Regions from separate parts of the Oryctolagus cuniculus genome. Here region 1 is linked to region 2. Evidence: chromatin contacts called from public Hi-C data. All regions are on one chromosome and are shown on one strand. Each heading gives the region's core, a stretch centred on a gene start, on an enhancer-like site or on the middle of the called end of the contact. The rest is flanking DNA. Distances are from core to core; before and after follow the strand shown.

Region 1 (3,943 bases), core at 918-3,417, 47 kb before region 2:
CGGGGCTGCTGTGGCTGCCAGCGCCTTCGTTGGCACAAACCCCACTGGCGGCATCTTCCGCACGTGGCCATTCTCTCTTCTGTCCATCAGTAACCCAGGCACAGGGAGGCTCTATGGGGGCACCACAGCTGGAGGGAAATGCCGGCTCTGCCTTCAGTGGGCTCCCAGCCTCATCCTGGCAGAGACTGGGCCGTGACGCCAGCCTGCTGAGGTCACGGCCAGCCCCGTCCACCCCCTCCCTGGGCTTCCCACTGGCCACCTGCCCCACTGGCAGGGTCACAGCAAGGGAGGGGACAGGAGCGAGCGGGCACTTGCGGGCATCTGGCTCGCCCTTGTGAGGGGAAGTCCAGGGAGACAGAACAGGAAGGCGCTTCTGGGCAGCAGCCCGGTTGGGGTGGGGTGGCTGTGGCAGCTTTGGTCCTGGGCAGCCTGGAGCAGCGCCCCCAAGCGCCACTCACCAGCTCGCCCCAACTTGCAGTCTTCCCACAGCAGCCTGGGGGCGGCGGGGCGGCCTCCGTGCCTTCCAGACCCCAGAAGCCTATGGAGCTCAGATGCCCCGCTTGGCAGTGGCCCTCCTGAGCTGGCAAGGGGCACTGTGTGGGGCCTGGGAGAGGCCATGGTCCTGGAGCCGCTCCTCTGGGTACAACTGCTTCTGTTTAGCACGCCATCCGCTATACTTTCCCCGAAAGCCACAGATGCTCCCAGGGTCCCTTCCCCAGCTCTTAGGTCACTGGACGGTCTCTAGGGACTGGACCCAGCCAGTGCTGCTCTCCTTTCATACAACAAAGCTTTCAACTGTCACTCCTGCCATTCTGTTCACAGAGGACCCTGACGGCCCAGCAGGCCTGCCTCCTAAGGCCAAGGTCAAATTCACCCATCTCAGTGGGCTGGACTCTTACCTCCCCATCTCCCCAGAGGGTAGGAGTGACACCAGGAAAGGTGTCAGGAATCATCCTCTCCTTTCCAAGTGGGGACTCTGAGATGATGGCTCACCAAAGCCTTGCTCAGGTGGGCACCCTCTACCCTGGCACCTGTGACTTCTCACCACACCCCCAAGGCTCGTTGGCCATCAGGCTAGTTTTGCAGGTCAGGAAGCTACGGCTCAGAGGGGCAGACGTTCCCTGGGGTCACACAGGGTGGAAGGGGTGGTACAGATCCCACCTCTAGCCCACGGCATACCTCCTCCTCCCAGCCCCCTACCCCCCCCCCCCATCCCAGACCCTCATTCCAAGTGCTTGAGCTGGCCAGCAGGGTCACAGCAGAGGTGCTGGTCATTGTGAAAACTGGTGAGCTTACGGAAGGCCTGGAGCCTGGTGCAGGTGCAGGAGTCTCAGGGTGGGAGCTGTTATTGTCACGGTTGTCATCCCAAGACCCGAGGCTCCATGGTCCCTCTCTGTCATTCAACCCCTCTTCCCCCGCTGAGAACATTTCAGCTACAGGCAGCCTTGACCAAACACTCAGGGGTTGGCATTGACTTCCATTTTCCCAGTGTGTGTACCTCCTGTCTCACGGACAGCACAAGGGACAGGCTCCACTGCCCTTTCCAGGGCTCTGGGGCTAGGCTCAGCCATGACCTCCCAGCCCAGGGGTCAGGACGGTCACCAATGCATCAGGCCAGGATGCAATAGCAGGAGCTGGATCAGAAGCCGAACAGCCAGGAGTCTGGTACTCATACAGGATGCTGGCATCGCTGGGGTGCCTTAACCTGCTATGTCACAGCACCAGCCCCCACAAGCCATGCTTTTACTAAAAGTATGTTCATCATTTCTCTGAAATTTAAATTTAACTAGACATCCTGTATTTTGATTTGCTGAATCTGGCAATGCTGTGCTCAAAAAGGAGCAGGAGCAAAACGAGAGGTGATACCCCTGTTGGAAGCCGGAGCCATGAGGCTACTGAGCAGCCAGGGCCCCGTCCGCCGCAGCAGGGCTCGCTTTCCTGGGTAGGTCCTGGCTTGGCTCAGGGCTCCAGACCCCTGCCAGCAAATGCCAGCACTTAGGCTGCCACTCTTAGCCACCGCTCCAGCTCCCAAGACCAGCCTGCCAACAGCTGGAGAGATCCAGTTTCAAGTACTCACAATTTCTTTCCTTTCCAAAGCTTCTGCAGGCAGCCCCTGGCTTGGGGTCAGTACTCATTCAAACTACCCAGCTAATGTTTCAGCCACTGAGCTTGGCGTGGGGGATTTAGTGGTGTGTGGAACAGACATAGCCCTTGGCCACATGGAGTTTATGACGTGTGCCTTCTAAAACCTCTTTTGGGGCCAGCATTGTGACCCAGTTGGTTTGAGTCTTGGCTGTTCTGCTTCCCACTCAACTCCCTGCTAATGCACCTGGGAAGGCATCGCAAGATAGTCCAAATGCTTGGGCCTCTGCCACCCACATGGAAGACCCAGATGGAGTTCCAGGCTGCTGGCTTCAGCCTGACCCGATACTGATTGCTGTGGCCATTTGGTGAGTGAGCCAGTGGATAAAAGATCTCTCTCTCCCTGCCTTTTTTCTTTTTTTTTTTTTTAAATAAAAACAGCTGTTTCAAAGAAAGGCAATTTCTGAGCCAGGACCTCCTCTGGAATTCTCAGCTCCTTCTTTTCCAGCACGGGGCTGCAACAACTGAGTTCTCCAAGTTCCCTGTCACTCTATCTTGTGCACTGGAATGCTGCTGGGAGATAACGGAGGAAGGCGGCTGCCCAGCCCCCACACGCTAGTCTGAGGCCGAGCACAGAGTACACACTAAGAACCTCCCCCTCCCACTACTCCAAAGCCACATCTACCACAAACATTTAGTTAGAAATAGAAATCAGGAACCTAGGACGGAGCGGGTTAGGCTGCTGTGACAGCAGCATCCCATATCAAAGTGCCCGTTCCAGTCTCGGCTCTGCTCTCAGTACGACTTCCTGCTAACGTGCTTGGGCGGCAGTGACGATGGCCCAAGTACTCGGGTTCCTGCCACGCATGTGAGAGAACCAGATGGCGCTCCTGGCCCCTGGCTTCTGCTTGACCCAGCCCTGACCGTTACAGCCATTTGGGGAGTGAACCAGCCAATGGAAGAGCTCTCGTTCTGTCTCTCCTTCTCGCTGTGTGGCGCTCGGTCTTATAAATAAATAAATAATTTTTTTTAGCGCCATACCACTATTTCTGACAAGGCTAGGAGTGGCCCCCAGGAGTAGGGCATGTACTGTACACTGGGCGCATTTAGCAGTGCCCAGAACAATCCGGTGAGGTCGATACTATTATTAGCCCTCCCTGACAGTTGAAGAACTGACAGCTCAGGGATCGCGGGTAGTCTGCCGCAGCTGGCTAGCAGCAGCGCCAGGACTGAGGCTGGGCCCAAGACTGCAGATCTCACACACTTGATCACGATGTTGAAGGCTCAGACGCGCAGAGACTGTCCAAGGAAATGCAACGTGTGCGCATGCGCACCAGTGTGTTTGCGCTCCAGACCCACGAACTCGCTTCTGGCAACCCTTTTGCTGGCTAGGGACGTGGTAATCCGGTAACGGAGCGCAGGAGGTTTTAACTAGCTCAAGGGAGCAAACATAACCTCTCTTCATTGTTCTTTCCCGCCCTGGAGAATCACATCCGGTTTGGAATCTCCAGAGCAGTAATTCTCAAAGCCAGACCCCAGCAGGCAGCAGAAGGGTTAAGAGTGACCACGGAGATAACTGCCTATCTCTTAGAGCTGATAACCGGGCTCTCCTAATAGAAAACCCCAGTGTGGCACATTCACCGAGCCTCCCCGTGCGAACACTTCCACCCTGAGCCCTGGGCAGGCTGCTCCACTTCCTGAAGACAAAACTTACTTAGTTGCCTTTTATTTGAAAGGCAGAGAGATTTTTCCATCTGCTGGTTCCCTCCCCAAATGCCCACAACAGCCAGAGCTGGGCCAGGCTGAAACTAGGAACCTGCAACCTAACCTGGGTCTCCCACACGGGTGGCAGGGATGACCC
Region 2 (3,900 bases), core at 918-3,417:
CACATTAACAATGGAACTCGGGGCGGGCGTTGTGGTGGTGCAGGTCGGCGCCACCCCTCACCCTGCATCAGGGCGCAGGTTTGTGTCCCCGCTGCTCGGCTTCCAATCCGTACCCTGTCGAGACACCTGGGAAGCAGCTGGAGCAAGTACTTGGGCCTCTGACACCCACAGGGGAGACCTGAGAGGAGTTCCTGGCTCCTGGACTTGGCCTGGTCTAGCCAAAGATCTCTTTCATGTTGCCTTTCACATCAATAAATCTCTTACTAAAAAATGGAACTCGGGGCAGATGTCTGGCACAGTGGGTAAGGCACAGGTTGGGACACTGACATTCCATATCGGAGTCCCTGGGTTCACGTCCCAGCTCCTCTTTGCATCCCAGCTTCTCGCAAATCCGCATCCTGGGGAGAAGCAGGAAACGAAGGCTCAAGCACTTGAGTCCCTGACTCCTAAGTGGGAGACCTGGGTTGAGTTCCAGGCTCCTGTCTTCAGCCTGACCCAACCCTAGCTGTTGCTGGCATGTGAGGAGTGAGCCCGTGGATGGAAGCTATCGCTCACTAGCTCTTTGCTTTTCACATAAAGGGGGGAAAGGAGCTCCGTATTTCCCCCTTTAAACCAAGCTTCTTGGCCCCCTTCCCGGCTGCCTCACCTAGTCAAGGAAGTGGTTTCCTTGCCAGATTAGGAGCACTGTGAGTATCTTTAATTCTGCTAAGCAGCCTTCTTCCTCCCCATACCCTATTAATCACACAGCTCTGTCAATTCTTCCTTAATAATGACTGGGAAACTTTCCATTCTTTTCTATCCCAGCAGAACAAACACAGAAAATGAAGATGTGGCTCTCCAGACTAGATGGGGAGTTGAGAAACACTCCACATACAAGTGAAAAAGAATTTTATAGACTTAATAATACCCCCCCCCCAAATGCAAAGTAGCCTAACTCATGTGCTGATCTGAAGGCAAGGGCTGGCACTGCGTTGGTCTGGCACAGATGTGGAGCAGCTGGGGGCCAGCTCCCCCACCAGGGGCAGTGGAGAGGCCACTGTGATGATCCTAAGCTCCAGCCCACCCCACTTGGACCAGGAATCCTTCACCTCCAGATCGGCTAATCGCCGCCCCAGGAACCCTGCGTGTATCTCCAATCTGAGCCAGTGCATAAACACGCCTTAGGGAGGGCTCTGTCATCACTTAAAGTTTGTACCCGCCTATGTGACCCCCACCAGGGCAGAAGCTGCCCCTCCCCCTCCCCAGCAACACCAGCACCGCAGGGTTCGGCCGCGTGGTCCACAAACACAAAGCCTCCGAACGCGGGGCTCTGAAGGAAGCCCGGGTCCCGCTCGGCCATCGATCCTTCCCCTCAGCAACCAACACACAGGCCGAGAGGGGCCCGACGACTTGCCGGTGATCGGGCAAGAGCCAGAGCCCAGGGTCCTCCTGCTGAAGTCTGTGCCCTAAATGGTCCCTGGGTAATGAGTGACAGAAAGCCCCCGCGTTACACAGGGCCTCCTGGGGGCGGCGTGACAGGGGCAATTTGCTTTACGGAAACATTTACAAAGATCTCCTTCACGCCACTTGCAAAGCCGCCCGCAGGACGAACTCCTCGGCCCGGCGGGGCAGAGTCACAAGTTACGTCCGGCACTTGTTTATGAGTCTGGAGGCTCTGACAGGGGCGCGCACCCGAGGGCCCCGCATGCAGGGGCTGCCCCCGGCCCCTCCCCGGCCGCCGGGCTGTCACAAGCCGCCGCGCAGCCCGCCCCCACGTGGACTCGACTGGCAGGATCAAAGTCTGTTTGCAGCCCGGCCCCGGCAGGTGTGCGGGGGGCTGCGAGGACCCCTCCACACCTAACGCGGCCTTGGCAACGCCCGAGAGGTTCCCGCCCGCCCCTCCCCCTCCCGCTGCACGCGGCCCGCGCCCCCTACCCTCCCCCACGACGCCCGCCGCTGCACCCGGCCGCGGCCCCCGGCCCACGCCCGGCTCCTGTAGGGAAAGGCCCCGCCTCCATCGGTTGGAGCCGCCACCCCGCCCTCTCCCGCCCCTCCGAGCTTCCATCCAATAGCCGGGGCGGATGGGCGGGGCGGGGCAGCTGTCGTGAGGGAGTCCTGGCCAATGGGAAAACGTTCCGGGCCCGGTGGGCGTGGCGTTGGGGCCTTGTCACGCTCGGGTCCGTGTGAAAACGGGGGTTCCGAGTGCAAAGCAAAGTTTTTTTGTAAACCGTCTGCAAAGGCGGGGGGGCGAAGAAGGCGCCCGAGACCGGGCCGAGTGCAGCTGCCGTGGCCGCCGCCTCTTCAGCTCCTCAGCGGTGGGCTCCTCAGTTCACTCTCAGCGGAGATCGGCGAGGAGAGCCCTCAGATGCTCGGAGCCCTCTCGGCGCGGAGCTCCGGGTCACCCTCGCCCGCCGCCCGCCTGCTCCTGCTCCTGCTCCGGCTGCTCGTCCCTCGGCTCCGGGAGTCCCGGCTCCCCGCCGCCACCGCCACCGCCACCGCCACCACAGCCGCCGCCGCCTCCGCCCCGCTGTGGGTGTGGGGGCTGCCAGGGTTGAGCAGGGCCTCGGCGCCGGCTCGGAGAACAGACGCCTGAGGAGCTGCGCGCCGCCGCCGCCGGCCGGCCGAGGACGCCCGCAGGCGCGGGGCTCAGCGGCTTGACCCCGGGCTCGCCCCCGTGCGGCCGCGGGAGCCCCGCAGCGGTTTCCCGAGCTGCCGGAGTCCGGCGGCAAGAGCCCCGCGCCGCCCTCCGACCCGCGTCGCCGGGTCGCCGCCGCCGCCGCCGCCGCCGCCTCCCGGGTCGCCGGGCCGCTCCGCCGCAGCCATGGGGTGCTGGGGTCGGAACCGGGGCCGGCTGCTGTGCATGCTGCTGCTGACCTTCATGTTCATGGTGCTGGAGGTGGTGGTGAGCCGGGTGACCTCGTCGCTGGCGATGCTCTCGGACTCCTTCCACATGCTGTCGGACGTGCTGGCGCTCGTGGTGGCGCTGGTGGCCGAGCGCTTCGCCCGGCGGACCCACGCCACCCAGAAGAACACGTTCGGCTGGATCCGGGCCGAGGTGATGGGGGCCCTGGTGAACGCCATCTTCCTGACCGGCCTTTGCTTCGCCATCCTGCTCGAAGCCATCGAGCGCTTCATCGAACCGCACGAGATGCAGCAGCCGCTCGTGGTCCTCGGCGTCGGCGTGGCCGGGCTGCTGGTTAACGTGCTGGGGCTCTGCCTCTTCCACCACCACAGCGGCTTCAGCCAGGACTCCGGCCACGGCCACTCGCACGGGGGCCACGGCCACGGCCTCCCCAAGGGGGTCCGCGTCAAGAGCAACCGCGCCGGGGGCAGCGACGGCAGCGCGGCCCCCGGCGAGCAGGGCCCGGAGCTGGAGGAGACCAACACCTTGGTGGCCAATAGCAGCAACTCCAACGGACTCAAGGTGGACCCGGCAGGTGAGCGCAGCAGTCGCGGCCGCAGGTGGTTGGGTCTGGGGAGTCCCGGCCACCCCGCCTGGCCCTGGGCGGGGTGGCCGGGACGCCCCCTGGCGCCCGCGCGAGCCCGGCCGCGCCGCCGGCTTCCCGCACGGCCCGCACAAGCCCCGCAGCTCGAGGAAGCCGGACCCACCCGGGCCGGGTGGGAGGAGCGGGGGGCGGTGGGTCTGCCGCGGCGGGAAGAGGCAGAGGGGGCCGCATCTCGGGGCAGTCGGCGGGACAGCTCCGAAAATGCTTCGGAATCCAGGCCCTCGGCGGCCCCCCTGGGGAACGGAGGGGACCCCCTGTCCGTCCTTACTTGGGGGCTGAGACCCTGCCCAGCCCAAGTAGTCCCGTGCCCACTGCACAAGTTTCGTAACGTTGCCTTCAGAGCGCATGAGCCCTGGGTAAAGGTTTCGTTTATGAGCCGCAATGTATTTTTCAGTTCATCGATCCCCAATCCTGA

The links. A called contact is a pair of places that touch in the nucleus more often than the background predicts.
Region 1: a contact with region 2 is called in a Hi-C map of psoas muscle, with 2.9 times the contacts expected there. The contact joins the enhancer-like site here to the promoter of SLC30A1 in region 2. A contact is called at or near these places in 3 of 6 Hi-C or Micro-C datasets (psoas muscle, skin fibroblasts and an unstated tissue).

The regions. Positions count from the first base shown.
Region 1 is chr13:26,209,780-26,213,722 of mOryCun1.1, reverse strand. No RefSeq gene overlaps it. Among named protein-coding and RNA genes, the nearest start is that of NEK2, 43 kb to the left of the region's middle. Within about 2 kb of position 2,167, at least 1 of the 8 cell types and tissues checked has an H3K27ac peak or open chromatin away from gene starts, as enhancers often do.
Region 2 is chr13:26,162,366-26,166,265 of mOryCun1.1, reverse strand. SLC30A1 (solute carrier family 30 member 1) reads left to right here and starts at 2,167. Exons shown (of 2, transcript XM_051820544.2): 1 at 2,167-3,416. The coding sequence starts at 2,801.